2 separate regions of the Oryctolagus cuniculus genome follow, and region 2 is linked to region 1. The links are chromatin contacts, called in public Hi-C maps. All regions are on one chromosome and are shown on one strand. Each heading gives the region's core, a stretch centred on a gene start, on an enhancer-like site or on the middle of the called end of the contact. The rest is flanking DNA. Distances are from core to core; before and after follow the strand shown.

Region 1 (3,758 bases), core at 791-3,290:
TTTGGGCCCCTGCACCCACGTGGGAGACCTGGAAGAATCTCCCAGTTCCTGGCTTCAGATGGGCCCTGCTCTGGCCATTGCGGCCATTTGGGGAGTTAACTAGAGGATGTAAGACCTTTTTCTCTGTCTTTCCCTCTCTCTGTCTATAATTCTACCTCTCAAATAAATAAATAAAATCTTAAAAAAAAAATGCCAGAGATCAAGTCCTGCCTCTGCTTCTGATCCAGCTCCCTACTATTGTACACCCTGGAAGGCAGCAGATGAAAATTCAAGTTCTTGGGTCTTTGTCACTCATGTGGGTGACCTGGATGGAGTTTCTGGCTCCTGGCTTCCACCTGGCCCACCTCCAGCTTTTGTGAGTATTAGGAGAGTGAACCTGTGGGTGAAAGACCTTTCTGTCTGTCTCCATCTCTGTCTCTTCCTTTCAAATAAATAAATAAATAAACTTAAAAAAACTCTCACATTGGGGGATTGAATTTGTCTACTTTTATTTTTATACAGAGGTACCTCTTCAAATGTTCTCCTCCCAAGACATCCCTTAGATCCCAAAATCTGTAACTCAGGAAGCTCAGGGAGTTTCCTTATGCAATGTCTGAATGTGAACAACCGAAGGTGGCCGGGGCCTGGGCTGGGTTCAGGGCCAGACTGTATTTGCCCAAAGTCAGGGATCATTGCCATAGACAAGGACTCCTGAAGAAAACCTTGAACAAAAACCACTTTGATCATTAGATGAATCAGGGGGTCAACTCAGACTAAATCCACTGTGGCTTTATTTTCTCTCTTTATTCTAAAACCCTTTAAAAATCATTTATTTATTTGACACACACACACAGAGAAAGATACACAAAGAAAGAGCACTGGTTTACTCCCCCAAGTACCTGCAATAGCCAGTGCTGGGCCAAGCTGAAGCTGGGAGCCAAGAATTTAATCCAGGTCTCGGATATGGGTGTCAGGGTCCCGAGTACTTGAACTATCATCTGCTAACTCCCAGGGTGTGCATTAGCAGGAAGCTGGATTCAAGAATGTAGCCAGGGCTCAAACCCAGGTACTTCGATATGAGATGTGGGCAACAATTGCCCCGGACTATCTTTCTTTTGTTTTGTTTTTAAAAATTTATTTATTAGAAAGTCCAAGTTACACACAGAGAGAAGGAGAGGGAGAGAGAAGGAGAGGCAGAGAGAGGGAGAGGGAGAGGGAGAGGGAGAGGGAGAGGGAGAGGGAGAGGGAGAGGGAGAGGGAGACTTCCATTTGCTGGTTAACTGCCCAATTGACCAAAATGCCTGGAGCTGCGCCTATCCGAAGTCAGGAGCTTCTTCCAGGTCTCACACATGGGTGCAGGTGCCCAAGCACTTGGGCCATCTTCCACTGCTTTCCCAGGCCATAGCAGAGAGCTGGATCAGAAGAGCAACAGCCGAGACTTGAACTGGGGCCCATACAGGATGCCGGCACTGCTGGCAGGGGCTTTAACCTGATGCAATATAGCGCCGGCCCCTATCTTTCTTTCTTTTGTACTCAGTTATTCATTTAAAAATAATTTTATTGTATTTTACCAGCATTTCTGTGTGTAAGTACCAATCTGCTACATTCTAAAAAGCGGTGGGCGTTAATTTACTTATCTTACAGAATGTTTACAAGTTCCAAGTCTCACCTTCCACCTCAGATCTTTCTGTTTTTGTCTGGTCTCCTAAGTTTTTGTTTAGTTGCCTTACAAACAGGTTCTTTTTCTCCGCGTTGCTCCTCTGAATTGATGATTCATTCTGAAGTGCTGAGTGCCTGTTGTTCTAGCCTTTCCTCAAACTCCCTTGTCTCCCTGATGGAGGCAGTTAAGCCCTCCCCTGTGTGCAGGCTCCTGGACAACCTGCTTCACTCGTGTCCGGAGTCCAGGTAAGAAGCTGGACGAGATTCCCCTGGCTGAAACTCCTGGATGTGTTGCCTTTCCCTGTCCCCCAACAGTTTCTAAAATGAAAGCCATGACAGGTCTCAGCCTTTCTGGCAGGACATCCCTCTGGCTCTGATGGAGACATACGCAACTGGAAGCGGCGGACATGCCCAGACCTTCCAGCTGTAGGCTTTCCAATACATCATGTTGGGGCCCTTATTCCCTGTTGCTGCTTTTTGGCGAGGCAGCTCCCTCTAGCCACAGGCATTCCTTGGGCAGCTGTCTGAGTTAACATCTGAGCTTGGCCAGCACTAGTGCAGCTGTGGGCTCTGGCATTGCTGCTCCTGAGTAAATTCCCCACTAAGCCCGCAGAGCTGACTTGATTTCTCTTTTGGGTGTGATTATCTTACAACAAGGCCAGTTATATAGGTGTGAGATGTATGCAGTCACATTGGGACCTGCACTCAGAAGATCCTGTACTTGATTCATGCTATGCTATTGCTGTCTTGAAATTTTAAATACTTTTTGAATAAAATTTTGCACTGTTCTCCATAAATTCTGTAGCTTCTCCTTAGGAGAAATAGAGAACATCACTGGCATTTGGGGAAGTGGGTGAGGCTTATTGACTAATCTGGCTTCTTGGGAGTCCAGAACAACCACAACATCGAGTAATTGTTTAAAAATATATTTTCAGATGCAGTACCACATCCTGAAGAACGTATTCTTATGGAAAGCTTCCCAACCCTCTAAATAAACTTTTTTGGTGCTTCAAGAAAAAGAGAGAAGGGTAGACATCCTCTAGAATAGTTGCTCAATGTAAATTTTTGTGATGACATTAATGTTCTACACCTTTGTTGTGCAACATGGCAGCCACTACTGACAGCTACTGAAAACTTGTTTTGTGGCTAATATTAATTTTTAATTTATTTTAATTATTTTAAGGTTATGGTTAAATAACTACATGGGGCTAGTAGCTACCATGTCTGACAGCATAGCTCTAGAACAACAAAGTAATTTCTGATCTTTGTGCTTTGATTACATTTTTTCACTTGTTCCACAGCAAAGCAGCTATGTTTTATAGAGAAAGGATTTTCTAAATTCAGATTTAAGGCACATCAACCTAATAGGGGTAGAGGGAGGACTCGAATCATAGTATTTTTTCTTAAGTGTAGAGAAAATATCCTTTCCATTCATGAAAGCTAGGTCATGAGGCTTGTGGTGCTAGCCTACAAGGGAGAGATTACATGGATGAATGACTCGTCTAAAGACTGCTCTTTCCAGTTCCAGGGATTACCAAAGAAATAAGGAAGGTAAACAGGAGGCATGAAGGTCAGAGGCCAGAGTCCTGGCAAGGAGTGGTGGTGAGGAGGTGGAGGTGGGAGGAAGGTTGATGGATGAACTTGAGCCATCACTCCTGGGTCCTGTGACCTTGGTGTTGTATAGGAGTTCTAGCAAGTCTCACATGTTCTGATGAGACACAGAGATTTTGAGAGCACAGGGTATATCAGAGGGTTCTGGTCAAAACAAAGATGTAGCTGAGTAAGAAATTTTCAGATGACCAGAACAACAAATTCCAGAGATAATGACTTTGTGTCAAAAGGCCAGACCAGAAAAAAACCATACTTCATAGGTCACCAGCCCAGGGACCAGAAAATCAAACCTCCGCCATTGACCCATAGGATCCAGATAGTACAATCTCTGCTGGCTCGAGTCATTTAAACTTTTACAGATCCCATACACTTGAAGGAGATAGAGAAATGGAAAGACTTAATCTTTTATTTAAAGAAACTAAAGAGAATTCACATAAAGGGGTCATCTGAATTACGGAACTGAACTTAATTTGACAGCATACGATAAAATGTAGGGTTCTTTCCCTCAA
Region 2 (3,593 bases), core at 558-3,057, 350 kb before region 1:
TCCTGTCATCCTGGCAACTTAACGAAGATGAGACTCTGCTCCCAAACTCATTTCATGAGAATACTGGTCATGTTTTAGTTAATAATAATGTTCTCAGGCCCACATGAATACTGTATAGTTTTGGATATTCTTGTTTTTTATTTTAATATTTATTTATTTGAACGGCAGAGTTAGAGGCAGAGAGAAAGAGAGGTCTTCCAACTGCTGCTTCACTCTCCAAATAGCAGCCAATGGCCGGAACTGCGCCCGTCAGAGGCAAGGAGCTTCTTCCAGGCTTCCTACGTGGGTGCAGGGGCCCAAGGACTTGGACCATCTTCCACTGATTTCCCATGCCATAGCAGAGAGCTGGATCAGAAGTGGAGCAGCCAGCACTCGAACTAATGCCTATATGGGATGCCAGCACTGCAGGCAGTGTCTTTACCCACTAGGCCACAGCACCAGCCCCTTGGATATTCTTTATAAACTTGTATTTTGCTGTCTTCCTTGAACTTTCCAAGTTCACTCTCACTAAAAGGTACAGAATCTACAAGTCCTTCTGCATGCACTGTTCTACCAGAGCATTCAGGTCTCTGCTCAAGTGTGATTTTCTTACAGAAACTATCTCTGTTCTACCTAAATTAGCCCATTCTAACCCTGCCTTCTGTGATATAAAAAAATTTCTGTGGGTCTTATTTCCATTGCAGAGATAGACTACTGGTGCTGGTAATCTTTGGTAAAACTCACAAAACTCAGAACAGTTTTGTCCAGAATAGTGCAAATGATATTTAATTTTAAAAGTAATTATACTGGACTACATTCAAAGTTATTCAAATGAACACTGTCAAGCAATTTCAACTTGCAAGCATAGATATTTCATCACCACTGTTTACATTACCCTTTTTTAAGAATAAGCATCAATTCTACAAAATTTCTTTACAACATTAGTTTTCCCTAAGTCCCCAAACTGAAACTATCAGTCTTGGAAACCCAAAACATCAGATTTTAATATTTCCTTAAGGACATATTTCTAAGCTCATAAAAGTGTTTCTCCTTCAACTTTGAAAAGGCAGTTCTTTCTTTACATTGAACAAACCTGTTAGGAATATACTTTACTTTGTATTATAACTTTATTTACCCATACTTCACTGTCATGTCCCATATTTTTGCTTTGCTATTATTACATTTGCTAACTGTAACAAAATGCCTTTGTATTTGCTATTTCTGTGATTGTTTCTATTGACAACTTTATAAAATATGTACAAGTATTTATGACATCCTATATAGTTTTAAAACATTTTATGTTTTCTTTTTTTCTCCAGTTATCTCCCTTTGTGTTTCTGTAAGAGTTTATTTTGTGTAAAGCTTTTTTAAAAAGTCAATATAATGCTTTAAAATACTTGAATAGAGAATTTCAGCATATAAGTAGCATGAAAAAAATACTTGGGTATTAGAAGCAATTGTTTAATAGTATATAGGTTTAGCATTCTCAGTAAATTTCTTAGGATCAAGGAGTAAGTATAAAGAGTGCTCCTACAGGACTGAAAAACTATTATATTGATGGTAAACAAATACCATGCTCATTGGAATACAACTTTGTAGCAAAAAGTAATAAGCTTAATAATTGAATACAGTTATATTGTTAGTATTAAGAATAGAAGAAGTGATCCATAAACAATGGCATTTATTCCACTGTTACTTCCTCAACTTTCTGGATTACATTGAGCTAATATCTATTTTAGGAACTGCTTTGGAAGGCCCTTATGTTTTATGCAAGGAACTGCTATTTTCCCAGATGAATAGAATATCCATTCTCCAGCTCCAAGTTTCCATGACAATAAAAACAAAACATTCATCAGCACCGACTTGGTATCTGATGGCAAATGCAGCTGCAGCTTATAACAGTTCAATCTTTATCCCAACTCTTTTCTGCAGAACAGAGGCACTATATTTCTCCAAAGCAAATGAATTGTTTTTACAGTGATTTTCCCCTACCACAGACCTAAACATTAGCAATTACGTGTGTTAGCCATCTCCAATCTTCAAATCATCTACTCTTCCCAAACTCAAGCCAAATATAATGTCAAGTTCCCGAATTTTACTAGCAGCACATTTGATTTAACTATGAAAGCTTAGTGGATTTAAGTACCACAGTTTAGATGGACACTTAATATTTCAGATTTTATGATTACAGAGGACTGGTTTTTGGAGAATAATAATATCCACAGTAAATAAAAAAAAAAGTAAAAAAGTTAAGTTCAATCAGATTATGGGAAGACAGTGCCCCCTTGTGTCTTGGTATTTCTGTCCTCTAACACTCATTTCCTTAGAATTCCATGGTATGGATTTTCTTCCCCACTGTTACTCATGGTATGGATCTGAATAATTTTTGTATCTTAGAAATAAACAGAACTTAATAACTAGCAGCTTTCTTAAGACAAAAATCCTACAATATAAATATATTGGATATTAACTATCAATGATTTTAATATGACTACTCTGCAGCATGAAGAAAATAATGAATTTGCATACACTCAGTAATTACTTTTAACTTTCCCATTTAATTTACTCTTCAGAAGAGATGTTGATAAAAGTCTAAGCATGAAAGAAAACCTTGCCAGTGTAGCTGCACTTTTCTTCAGTGTTGGCTCTCCTTTGTAACCACTTTATGCAAGTATCGATTACCCTCATTATAATTTAGGGGCAGTTAATGAGTTTCAAGCTTTAGTCACATGGAAAACAGTTTGTCCAAATGGGAGGATATAAATATGAAATCATAAAATATTTGAAACAATGAGTAATTCAATAATTACAAAGAGTGTTAGAAATGCAAATTATAGAACATAATTAATGTGTCAAAGAGTAAGACTCAGATCAGAGACATAGCCATGAAATTCATGGAAAATCAGAATCTCAGATCTAACTCAGAATTTGCATTTTAGCAAGATCCCTGGACAGTTCTTAAGAGCATTAAAGTTTGGAAAGTACTCTTCTAATCTCAATGCCTTCCTATCTCCAACTGCAAACAGCAAGAACAAAGCAGAGCATAGAGAGAGAAGACTGATCATTGGGGCACGGGAGGGAGATTTTTAGACAGGTAGATTTCAAGTGAGGAAAAGAAGGAGAAACAGCTTTCAGAAGGCATCCCTGAATATACAACTCAAAGTAGGTTAGTAACTTTGCTTTAATGACTCCTCCACCTTTTCTTCCATTCTGTGATTCCATACTAGCGGTTAAAATGCTGCTTTGGATGCCTGTATACCATATGGTGTACGTAGGATTTGAATCCTGGTTTTACTCCCTTATTTCAGCTTCCTGCACACCCTGGGAGGGAGCAGGTAATGGCTCAAATGGTTGGGTCCCTGCAACCATCCTGAGAGACGTGGACTGAGGCCCCAGCTCCTGGCTTTGGCATGGCCCAACCCCAGTTGGTGCAGGCATTAGTGGATTGGAGATCTCTGTTTGGTTTCTTTCCTATGTCTGCCTCTCAAATAAATAAAATGAATAGGAAAATTAACAACCATTAGAGGTGAGTTTGGATGAGCAAGACACACCAAAATTCAAAAATATGTGTGAACTCTAAGTTCATCACTCATTATCACTGAACCTAAATAATA

The links. A called contact is a pair of places that touch in the nucleus more often than the background predicts.
Region 2: a contact with region 1 is called in a Hi-C map of embryonic fibroblasts, with 2.8 times the contacts expected there. The contact joins two enhancer-like sites. A contact is called at or near these places in 3 of 6 Hi-C or Micro-C datasets (embryonic fibroblasts, psoas muscle and skin fibroblasts).

Annotation. Positions count from the first base shown.
Region 1 is chr12:79,574,408-79,578,165 of mOryCun1.1, reverse strand. No RefSeq gene overlaps it. Among named protein-coding and RNA genes, the nearest start is that of ZNF280D, 100 kb to the right of the region's middle. Within about 2 kb of position 2,040, at least 2 of the 8 cell types and tissues checked have an H3K27ac peak or open chromatin away from gene starts, as enhancers often do.
Region 2 is chr12:79,925,300-79,928,892 of mOryCun1.1, reverse strand. The region is part of intron 6 of TCF12 (transcription factor 12); the gene reads right to left. Among named protein-coding and RNA genes, the nearest start is that of TCF12, 240 kb to the right of the region's middle. Within about 2 kb of position 1,807, at least 1 of the 8 cell types and tissues checked has an H3K27ac peak or open chromatin away from gene starts, as enhancers often do.